Linked DNA regions of Mus musculus: all the other regions are linked to region 3. A link is a contact called in public Hi-C, HiCAR-type and promoter capture Hi-C data. All regions are on one chromosome and are shown on one strand. Each heading gives the region's core, a stretch centred on a gene start, on an enhancer-like site or on the middle of the called end of the contact. The rest is flanking DNA. Distances are from core to core; before and after follow the strand shown. Region 1 has its middle 250 kb from the start of Triqk. Region 2 holds the start of Cibar1 (CBY1 interacting BAR domain containing 1). Region 3 holds the start of Runx1t1 (RUNX1 translocation partner 1). Region 4 holds the start of Pdp1 (pyruvate dehyrogenase phosphatase catalytic subunit 1).

Region 1 (2,700 bases), core at 146-2,645, 1.1 Mb before region 3:
GTCCCCAAGACCTGGGGTGGTCATCCGTGCTAAAAGAGCTGTCAGAGCAAATGGGCAAGTTTGACAGTTCAGCGTCGGTGCTTACATAGCCACCCCTATGAAAACATAAGGTGGTGAGAGCATCATGGGGATTTTATTCCAGGTTGGTTGCCAGGGTGCTTTGCCACTGAGAGCTGGAAGGTTGGCTGGGATCTTTTGCCTGAAATTTATTCTTATTCCAGTTCAGATGGTGGCTGAGTAGGTTTTAATGATGTGTCAATTATGGCCCATTGCTGACTGCCAGAATGGAAAATACTAGAGGAGAATCTATGCCTGACAATGCAGTGGAGCTGGGCAGTCAGAATAAGAAGGTTTGAGGAGTGAGACATTAGAAAGCAACCAAAGACAGCTCACCCCAGCAATCCATTTCATTGTTTTTAATTGCGGGAGGAGGAAACACAATCTACACATCTTGAGAAAGAAGGCATTTAAATGAGGAAGCTTGGGAATGAGCTAGAAGAAAACTAGCAGCAAGTCTAACTCCTTTGCCAGGGCCTTGTAGCTTGAAAGGCATGAGTTCCAAAGAGGGCAAGATGGGAGGTTGAAGCCAGGGACCAAGAAATGAAAGCCACTCCTTTTGTGTACTTAGCTAGGCTCCTACAATGAATGGAGATCACAGTGAAGGAGTGGGCTTCACTTCCTCCTCTGACATCTTTTCTTGATCACACTTAGTCCAGGTTTCTCTACTTCTCTGAGTGTTTATCTACAGGAGACTAATCAAACCTCTGAAGACTGTCACACAATTCTCTGCTGCTCTGATCCACACAAGCCTCACTTGATCACCTACATTTACTTTATGTCCTTGACACAGAACTTCTATCAAGTAGAAGAGAAGATCTCTGGCAAAGCACCTGAGAGACAAGAACACTCTGCCCAGCCCACGATTTCTCAGAAACCATGGCATCATTGGAGACCTTGCTTGGGAGTAAGTAATCTTGGGAGGACACTGAATTCTGCTGCCTCCTAAGGAAGACTGTCTTCCATGAACCCCTGGTGTTCTTTTCATAATTTGAATTGTTTTTAAAGTATAAAGTGTTATGTTAGGCTTTTAAAACTGAGTTTATTGCAAACCATATTACATCACGGTCATTAAAAATGAAACCACCCCCACTCGCACAAAAGTAACACTTGGAACGTCTTACCCCTGTGGCTCTCACTAAGCTCAGCAGGGCGTGGGTGAACTGGAGGCATCTGGGTAGTATAGGAAGGATGGAGTAAATGTTCACAGGAATGTTGGCCAGCTGCATGAGCTCGATACTCTGATTGTCCAAGGACACTAGACATATTGAAACCAGAGGGAGCTGGCTGCCTTTCGGGGATTCCTGGACCCTGCTTTCTCTCTCAGAGAGCTTCATCCTGTGAGTCACTGTTCTTACTCATGCTTGTCTGACTGGAGTCTATCGCTTCACTGAAAATAAGAGTCCTATCTGTACTTTTCCCTCTATAAGGATCTTTGAATCTCAATGGCTCTCTGAGACAATGTAGATAGCATCTGTGATTACAATAGGAAAAATGGCAAGGGATTTCTGACATGTTTTTCCCTCTCAGATGACTAAGCTGATCATCATTAGATCCCAGCATTCCAATGCTGTCACATGAGCTGGTGCTTCAGAGATGGTTCCTGTGCAGTGTGTAGTGTGTTTAGTAACATGAACAAATAGATTGTGTACTTCATGGTAGTCCATCACTTAACCTTCATTTTTAAAGGGACATATACACCCACACTTCTGTGCTAAGTCTGGTTGCATACATTTCTGATATCCAGCATGGTTTCAGGCCCTGCTCTCTTCTATTACCCATGCTTGTCATAGCAGTGCCACTACATCAGGAAGTAGAAAACAAATGTAACCAGAATGTAGGGTTTGTAGCCTTTAGACTGTTGTAAGTATCTGCTTTAGTCTCTGGGCCCATGCTTTATCCCCTCTCCACATGCATAAAGAATGTGCAGTCTAGAGGTTCTGAGGTGGGCTGTTCAAGATGGAGCAGCTATTGTGGAGTGGAACCAAGAGTCAAGTCTAGAGATTAATTCCAAAGACCATTGAAAAGCATGAAAGCAGCTGGATTGTTGAATCTCTGTTTGGGAAACACACTATTTCATTCACAAAGAGAACAAAGGAAAATTGACAGACTCCAGACTCTAGGGACAGAGAAAGCTCATGTGGATGGCAGGTGACTCTGGACTCTAGGACAGTGAAAGCTCATGTGAATGGCAGGTGACTCTGCATGCCAAGGCTTAGCACTGCCCTATGCACACAATTCTAGACCTGTGGAAACAGTGTGTACCACTGCATAAGTGGTTCAAAATTCATTTAAATCCACTCAGGGACTTCCCCCTTCACATGTATGGAAACCCATAAGCGTGAATATCCTCAGAAGGAAATGAAATGTTTCTAAAGTAGAGAGAAGGAAAGCAGACAAGACTGTTTTCATGTGTGTTATTTCAAAATAGATGTCTATTACAAAATTATAAATATTGAAAATAAAAGAACTTTAAACACATTGAAAATATAGACAAATAAAAGCCACCCTAAAAACTCATTCTAAAACCACAATCGCAAACCTGGCACCATAAACATTTTGCTATTTGTGCTTCCCTGTTAAATACATACAAAGACTCAAAAAAAATTCTTTTTTTTTTTTTCAGAAAGCAGTATAAAAAAT
Region 2 (2,700 bases), core at 112-2,611, 1.6 Mb before region 3:
TCATTCTTTAAAACGCACTTGGCCCACACAGGCCATACAGGTGCTTTTCTTCTGCACGACTGCTATATAGGTTACCTTTTCTGGATGCATGTTCCCTGTTACCCTGTTGGCAAATGCAGTGGTAAACTCAGACTTCAACCACACCTGACGTTTAGTTTGAAAGCTATCAGGTCACAGAAAGGTTCCATATAGCGAACCCACACTGTTACAGACAGGAAAGGCATTTATCAAGGGTACATTCACCACTGCTGGGTAGGTTACAACGAAAAGTCCACAATTTTTACACACTTTGTAGGAATTTGGCTATGACACCAGAACCTCACTTCATACCTCTGCCTGGCGATAATCTTGAAGTTTGGCAAACTCATCAGCAAAGTCTTTCAGACCCTGCTTTAAATTTGGTGTCTCGGTAGAGGCATACAGGTTGATTTCGTTCACTAGGAGGTCGGCTTTGTCTCGAAGCCTGGCAGTTTTCCGTACATAAGCAGCAAAGATTTGGCAAAGCTCTCCAAAATGCTTCTCCACATTTGTGACAGCATCCTGCAGTTGTTTTGTTTGAGCATCTCTAGAAAAAGGAGACACAGAACACTGTTCTTAAAACAGTAAGAAGGTGCCCCGTTAATTTTACGTGCAAACATTCCCGGGCCTCCCTAAAGCCCTGAAGGGCAACATTCCCAACTCTTCCAGAGGCCCGCGCCTTCTCTAGGACCTCACGCAGGCTCTGGTCCTGCCTAGAACCTTGCAGGCCCGGGAAAGGGCCCGGGCCTGGTGGGCCGAGAAGGGGCGGCGCTGCTGCGGCCTGGGCACCTGCGGCCTCCCGGGCTCTGTACCGCGGCAGGGCCCGGCCCAGCTCAGGGGGACCGATCGGCCGGGAGACTCTCTCGGCCCGGCACTCGCCTCATCCGGGTGGACGGACTGCAGAGCGCCACGGGGACCGTGCGGCCTCCTCCCGCCCCAACCGGCTTCCAGGCCCTCGGCCCGGCTCCTCTCTCCCACCCGGCCCTTTCCTTCGGGCAGCCTGCACGACGAGGCCCCGGCGGTTACCGCTCATCCAGATTGCGCCTCAACATCTTGCCTTTCCCGCCGCCCGGGACCCAGGATGGGAGCCCAACGAGCGCGGCTCCGGGCCGCCAGGGCGCGCGGGAGCAGGCGACGCCGCCACTTCTACCGGGAGCTGAGAGCGCGCAGTGCGCGCCGCCCCGCCTGCCCGGCGTTTCCGTGGCGACGCGGCGCGCGCCCCGGCGGTCAAGAGCAGGGCAAGGGAGACCAGAGGGCATGGGGCAGAGGGAACACCAAGCATCCTCCTTCAGCTCCTGCAGCTCTCTAGCCCTCCCAGGCTTCTGGGAGCGAAGGAGGAAAACCAACCCACCAGCAACCGGAAGGGGTACAGGAAAATAAAGGTGAACGGGGTTCAGACTTAATGCGAAGCTTGTCCCTGTGCTTCTCTGTTGAATGAGACAACGTGTGGGCTCGTGGAAGCTGCCTTTGGAAAAGAACCGCTCTATAAGTTAGATTTCTATAGCTGTGATGAGACCCCGACAAAAATCAAGTTGAGGAGGAAAGGATTTCTTTGGCTGACATATCCCAAGTCACAGTTCTTTAAGGAACTCAGGGCAGGAACCTGGAGGCAGGAATTGAAGCAGAGGCCATGTAGCAACACTGCTGGCTGGCCTATTTGATTGACTTTCTTATATACCCCAGGACCTCTTGCACAGGGGCAATACTGTCTACCCTTCCATGTCAATCATCAATCAAGAAAACAGCCTACAGGTCAATCTGATAGGGACATTTTCTGAATGTTCCCTCTTCTCGGGTAACTCTAACTTTGGTCAAATTAACCAAACAGAAACAAACAAACAACAATAACAACAATAAAAATAAGAACAGTAACAACAAAACAGAAACAGAAAAAAAAGCACACCAGTGCTTACTCCCTCATCTTTACTGGTCTTTAATGCCATCTGTTCCCCCTCTTGCAGGTAACTGAGTTTCTACTTTGTGAAAAAGATTGTTAGACCCAGTCGAGGTATGGGCCTGAATGAAGGTTCCCCAATTGGAAGAGTCACAGATAACCCAGAGCCTTCCTCTAGCTTCTGAGAGGGAGTCTTCTCTTCCGAGTGAACTTGGGGTCCAACTTCAAGCTTTGTCTACTTCTCAAATGCCCATAATTTCTGAGAATAAAGTCTTTGCTCTTACAGTGCTCACAGCCTTGGTGGAATGATAAAGCTAGCCAAACAGTCAAACACATATAACACAGCCCAGAAATGTGCTACCGTGTCAGGTTTCGTTGTATAAACAAATTATAAGGCCTAGTGGCTTCCACAACTCCACTAGTCAGTTTAGGATTCTGTAAACGACACAGATGGTTCTTCTTTGGTTCTGTTCAGCTAGGTTCTTTCCTGCCTTTCCAGGTGGCGAGTCTGTTACTAGCAGTATAATTTCACTAAATGCTATGGTGCTGAGCAAATAAGTTCTGCAATTGGGAGGTAGGGAGCCAGATGTGTCCAACCCCACCCCCTAAAAGCTCATCTTAAGACCAGTAGGAGTAAGAATTGCTCCCTCCTTGTTCTGGGCCTGCATGCCATGGTAGTGCATGTATCCTTGTGACCCACACCTCTACCACCATTGAGGTAGTCACATAGCCTGGTGGCTACATTACAGGCTTAAGCACCTGGAATTCCTCTTCATGCAGATGAAGCA
Region 3 (2,700 bases), core at 88-2,587:
AAGATGATATATTTTTCGTTTGTGCAAGGTGTGTGTTGTGTGCATGTGCTCTGAAGCCCTCTCAGGCGAAGGGACAGGGAGGCAGTGGGTAGAGGTCAAAATCACTGCCTGTTTTCAGATGGGGTCTGTTAGTAGTTCTTGAAGGCAGCAAGGAGGGGAGAAAAATCAACCTGATGAAAGCTTATGGAAAATGTCGAATAAGCAAAGGACACATGGACCACTGCCAGAATAGCAAGAGTTAAAGGGGCCGGTCCCTCTTCATGGTCACTGAGCTGGCTGGCTGGTCAGTCCTGAGTAGAATTGTTTAGTAGAATTGTGTGTGTCTAGTGGATTGGCTGTACACTGGAAAGGTAGAGAGCCCAAGGGCTTGACCACCATGTGAGCCCTGTTGTTAAAACAAACAATCAAACACAGACCCAGAGAAGAGTTCCCAAGTGTTAAATTGTGAAGAAGAGTTTTAGAAGAGAATAATGTTTTCCTTCTGCCTGGCATCTTTGTGTGTTTAGAAACAGGCGGGCAAGGCAGGCAGGCAGGCAGGCTTGTGTTTCTCCTATGAGGCAAGGATGTTTTACAAAGGACTGAAGACACACTGCTGGGAAGGAAATAGGCAGCTTTAGATAAAGCACTGTAACAAAGGCTCCCAGTTTTATATATCATGGTGTCCATTAAAGCTTAATAGGGAAGAGTCCATTGAACCAGGCTGGGTATGTGTTATTCACAGTCAGGAGAAACATTTAAGGGTGTCTCCCCCCCCAGCCCCCCTTGCACCCCCCCCCCCAGCACCCCTTCCCAAAAAGGCATGATTGTTTAGCTTTTGAAAAGGCATTACAATGAAGAGTTTGTTTTTGTCTCCTGTGGATCTCTATGTAAAGTAGAGGAAAGTAAGCTGAAAGTGTTTGGAGCAAATCAACCTGGGAGCCCAGTGGATTGAAAGCACTGTAGTGAACTAAAAACGGTTAGATTCTGCCTCAGAAAAAAAGTGTTCTGTTTGACCCACGCTACTGGGAAGCTGGAAGTGTTCTGCTCATACTTTGTGCTGGGCGATGAACTGGCACAGCCCGGTCTTACAAGAGGTTTTTAGGTTGTTTGGGGTTTCCAGATCAATAAAAAAAGCTTTGTGGTCTGTGCCCTTGTTTGTTTTAAACCAAACTTCCCAGTAATGCCTGTTAAAATTAGAAGATGAAGGACAGCTTTCAGTGTGAGTTGGGGTCAGGTCAACATTGCCATCTTTTGGCAAAATAAGGGTTAACTTGGAGCTGGGAAGGGGTGGTGATAGTGAATGAATTATTCAGCATTTAGCTTATCTTTCTGCATTTCACTTTCTGCTTTTTGGTGCTCTGGAACTGGGGCAGGAGGAAGAGTGGAGAAAGGGAGACAGGAGTTGTGATACTTTGTACACACGTCCCTGTCATTGTTCTGCCTGAAGAGACAGGGCTGGGTTCAAGGCCACATGTGTTCCTGTCATCCTGCACATTTCTGCTCCAAGTGCAATCCGGAGTGTCAGCTCTCCATCTGTCTCTGCCTGGCAGGCGCACGCGCCCAGCACCCTGCCTCGGGCCATGCCGCCCCAGCCCCTCTGATGGCCCTCCTCTCCACCGCCCCGCACATTCCAGAACAGGAGGCATGAGCCCGCATCGCGCTCCCTCTTAACACAGAGTTGCTTTCAGTGTGTTACACGCTGGATTCCGGGATGCCTGGTGAGTGAGTCCTCTTTTCTTGCAAGGAAGGAAGCTTTACTTTCTGTAACGCGTGGAAAATGCCGACTGCACCACGACTGCTGTACTGGATGAGGGCAGGGAGAGGCTGTGGGGTGATAGAGGTGTGATTGGGAGGTGACACAAAGAAAGCTGGATTTAGGGGTGTAGGATATGGGGAGATACTCCTTTGAAACTGAGGGGAAGGAAGCCGTGGATGTTTGCCTGAGCAGTTTACACAGGGGATTAGCTCCACTGAGAAGTGTTTTCTGTTCTGGGTCTCTGGACTATCATCTGTACTTCTTTGCTGGTTATTTGCCTGTGGAGAGAGTTTTTAGATTATGGTAGAATTCTTGGAGAACGTCTTTGAAGAGCTGTTTATGTCAAAGAAAATGAAGGCAGCTTTGGCACTAGAAGGAATTTCTCGCTCTAAATCATAGTCCTTAGATGTTATCATGTAAGTAATTGAAATCGGGTCATTTAGAAGAAGTATGCTGAATTAGTGACATTCCTGTGTCCCTGGAAATTTAGTGTATGACAATTCTCCAGAAAAATATTATCTTTGGAAACTGAAGTGTTTCTGTGATTGCTGCCAGGGAAAACTGTGTTTGTGAAGCCTGCTGCAGGAGAAGGGCTGTCTCTGCTGCTCTCCAGAACTCTCTAAATTGTCCTGTGCCGAATGCAGAGCAGATAAAGGCAGGGCACACAGAGATCCTCCAGCTGGCTGGCGCATGCAGATTATTTGGGTAGGGCAGGCAGAAGAGGCCGTGCTTGGTCAGAGTTTGCACACCTCCCAGATGGTGTTTTGAAACATTATCTGCCAGCTTTCTGAAACCACAGTTGTGTGTAGGTATCGCCAGTTGTTTGAAGAGTGTTTTCCCTTTAGGATACGTCTTGGAGTCTGCTCTCCTCGTTATTGATATGTGTGCAGAAAGGACAAGTTTGCCCAGGATTGCACTTCCGTTGCTGTTGTTCAGGGGACTAGCAATGCATAGAAGCTGAAATA
Region 4 (2,700 bases), core at 94-2,593, 1.8 Mb before region 3:
CACTTAATCAATAAACCCATGGACCAAATCGATTAGAAAAATGCTACTGGTGCGCCTACTCTGGAGCTTCTCGGTCTTGCAAAGATTCTAACGCAAATGAAAATAAATACTACACTTTTCATTACACGTATCAGAACCTCCGTTTATGTAATCTGATTGCATTAAACGCCCTGCATTAAGATTTGTAATTTTTCAGCATTTTCTGGAAACGCCTAGCCATTTCACAGCTCAAGTTCAGTGTCTACAAGAATGAAGAAAAGCCATTATCCTTAAAACACAAAGAACCAAACCAGCACTTGTTTGGTCAGTTTCGTGTGTCCCAGAATATCACACTTAAGCTATCAAAAAATAAAAATAAAAATAAAATCTGGTCCAGAGCGCCTTTGTCTCCTTTTCCTTATCTCACCCTTTAATTCCATGAGGACCCCTAGAGCCATCCATTCATACACAAAATCAGTCACCATCCTTCCCTGGGTACCCAACACAGGTAGTTATGTGAATACCTACCAATTCGTCTGGGCCCGGGACACACACACATTCTCCTGTCATCACAACACGGAGCCGACAACATCCACAACCCGCGCGGACAGCAGCAGCGACAGCAGCAGCGGCCCATTGAAAGCAAAGCAGAGATGCTCATTAGAGGAGGCGGCGGCGGGGAGGCGGGAGCGGAGGAGGGGCGAGGTCTCGCAGCAGCCCAGTGAATGGGCTGGGAGGGGAGGAGAGAATGGAGGGGGGAGAAAGGGGAGGGGAGAAGAAGAAACCAAACAAACCCACCCGGCAGGCGAGGCGGCATCACAGCCCCCGGCGGGCAACTCCAGGAGCCCGGACAGGCGCACCGCCGCCGCTCCATGCAGCCAGCGCACCGAGCCCACAAGCACTCAGCATCTTCAGGCCCGCCCGGCCCCACGCCGCGCCCGCTTCCGCAGAGCTCCAGGCACAGCCCGCCGTGGGCAGCCGGCTCCGCCACGCGGGGCCAAGCGTGTCAGCGGGGAGCCGAGGCAGACACGCCCGGGCCACAGCGGGCGCCCCGCGCGCTGACAGCCGGGTGCCGCCCGGGACCCGCGGCAGCTCCTCGCGACCGAGGCTCCGCGCGCACCCGGCCCTCCACCCGCGGCCGCTCCCCACGCGCGCCCTCCACTTCACCGCCCTGACGCCCCCTCACGACTCGGCAGCGGTGGACGAGGATACCAACCGGGCACAGTCGAGCACCCGCTGCGGTCTGCCCCGGGTGGCGGCCGCACCCCTCCGTGCGCGTCCTTCCCTCACTCAGCACCACGCAGCACCCCGGCGCGCTGCAGCTCGGCCCAGGCCAGCCCACTCCGCGCCCCTGCCTCGCCCGGCCTCCACCCTGCCCCGCCCCCACAGGCGCTCTTGAGCTCTTCGCCTTCTGATTGGCTGCGCAATGGCGGGTGGGCGGGACCCGGAGGGCCAGAGGGGCGGGGGGCGGAAGAGGGCGCGCTCCCCGCCAGTTTTGTGACGTCACGGAGGTCAGACAATCCCTTCCATTTGGCGCGGCTAGCCTATTGGTTCCACGCGTGCGCGCGCCCCGTGACCACGCCCTGTTGCTGGTGAAGGTGGGTTTGCGCGTGCCGCGAGGTGGACAGCCTTGGTTGGGTTGCGTTTGGACTCCCAGATGGGGAAGCGCCTGGGCGGGATCCAGCATCCCTGAGCGCGTGGCGCTTTGGTAGCCAGTTGCTTCCTGGCGGGCGGGCTTTCGCGAATGCCTGGCACTTCTGCTGGGCCCCGCGTGCTGCTCTGGGCTGGCCTGAGAGCCAAGCCTCCTCTGCACTGGGCTGCCCCAGGTAGACCGCGGGAACAACACAATTGAGGCGTGGCAGAGCGTCTCGGCGGTGTCTCGCTTCATTCATTCAAGATCAAGTTGCTGATTTTAGGGTTATTAGGTCGGATTGATAGTCAATTATTTTTATGTCTCCGGGCTAGGAAGCTGTAAACAAAAGCAAAAGGAAGTTTGATGAAGGAATTCTTATCTTTGTAGATAAGAATAACACGAGTGCTCTTGTTCTTGGAAGGACTTTGAAATCAGCATTCCCTCCTTGGTCCCTGACTCATTCAGAGTTATGAATTTTAAAATGCAGCCAGTGAAAGTGGGAAGAGCACTGAACTTGGAGTCAGAAGAGCCTTTCAAGTTATTCCCAGTGACAAAAATCCATCTTCCTCCCATGAGACTCAGTTTGCCTATCTGTGGGGTGAGGTTAGGCTTAAGATGTGCTAAACAACACACTAAGGGTTCTTGCTGCCATCTGCGGTTGTCTCTTTATGGGACAGTGCCTTCTTCACTTACCTACATCCACATAGATGCCATCTTCATGACATGAAACTTTCTTGGGAGAAGCTATGCTTCTGCCCAGTGTTAATGAGTTTACGTTGATTTATTCTACACCTTATTAACTAATAAAGTTTACAAAGTAATTTGGACTAGATAGATGAACTCCCAAGTTTACTGTGAAATTTTATTAATCCTGAAGTATTTAAATTTTTATGTAATAAAGGAAAAACCTTATATAACCAAACCTGCAATTCATAATTCCCCAAATCTTTCAAGCTGCCTCTATTTCTAAACTGGAGAATTTGCTCATCCCCAGAAGAGGCTTACGGGCAGAGATGATTGGTGAGGGGGAAAATATAGGTACCTTTCCCCAACCAAGAACAAACAAGCCAAGATCCCCATCAGTCCCC

Evidence for each region. Promoter capture Hi-C pulls out the DNA fragments that hold promoters and counts their contacts. A called contact is a pair of places that touch in the nucleus more often than the background predicts. HiCAR-type assays count read pairs that join an accessible place to other places.
Region 1: a Hi-C map of uterus shows a contact between it and region 3, with 3 times the contacts expected there. The contact joins the enhancer-like site here to the promoter of Runx1t1 in region 3. A contact is called at or near these places in 3 of 484 Hi-C or Micro-C datasets (cortical neurons, embryonic stem cells and uterus), 3 of 115 datasets of contacts at active chromatin or transcription factors (astrocytes and embryonic stem cells) and 3 of 9 other capture datasets (embryonic stem cells, embryonic tail and embryonic trunk).
Region 2: a contact with region 3 is called in a HiCAR-type map of astrocytes, with 9 times the contacts expected there. The contact joins the promoter of Cibar1 here to the promoter of Runx1t1 in region 3. A contact is called at or near these places in 7 of 39 promoter capture datasets (the 3T3-L1 cell line, cranial neural crest, frontonasal cranial neural crest and 4 more), 2 of 115 datasets of contacts at active chromatin or transcription factors (astrocytes and bone marrow-derived dendritic cells) and 4 of 9 other capture datasets (adipose tissue, embryonic tail, embryonic trunk and 1 more).
Region 4: a promoter capture Hi-C map of second pharyngeal arch cranial neural crest shows a contact between it and region 3, with 5 times the contacts expected there. The contact joins the promoter of Pdp1 here to the promoter of Runx1t1 in region 3. A contact is called at or near these places in 6 of 39 promoter capture datasets (the 3T3-L1 cell line, the HPC-7 cell line, frontonasal cranial neural crest and 3 more), 1 of 115 datasets of contacts at active chromatin or transcription factors (astrocytes) and 1 of 9 other capture datasets (embryonic tail).

What each region holds. Positions count from the first base shown.
Region 1 is chr4:12,655,791-12,658,490 of GRCm38.p6, forward strand. No RefSeq gene overlaps it. Among named protein-coding and RNA genes, the nearest start is that of Triqk, 250 kb to the right of the region's middle. Within about 2 kb of position 1,396, at least 31 of the 459 cell types and tissues checked have an H3K27ac peak or open chromatin away from gene starts, as enhancers often do. A contact at or near this core is called in uterus, where this site is marked.
Region 2 is chr4:12,170,654-12,173,353 of GRCm38.p6, forward strand. Cibar1 (CBY1 interacting BAR domain containing 1) reads right to left here and starts at 1,362. Exons shown (of 9, transcript NM_026558.5): 1 at 1,045-1,362; 2 at 331-565. The coding sequence starts at 1,277.
Region 3 is chr4:13,783,445-13,786,144 of GRCm38.p6, forward strand. It overlaps Runx1t1 (RUNX1 translocation partner 1), which reads left to right and starts at 1,338. Exons shown (of 11, transcript NM_009822.3): 1 at 1,338-1,697. The coding sequence starts at 1,691.
Region 4 is chr4:11,965,107-11,967,806 of GRCm38.p6, forward strand. Pdp1 (pyruvate dehyrogenase phosphatase catalytic subunit 1) reads right to left here and starts at 1,344. Exons shown (of 3, transcript NM_001098230.1): 1 at 1,196-1,344; 2 at 508-542. The coding sequence starts at 538. It overlaps 1700123M08Rik (RIKEN cDNA 1700123M08 gene), which reads left to right and starts at 1,468. Exons shown (of 5, transcript NR_040577.1): 1 at 1,468-1,577.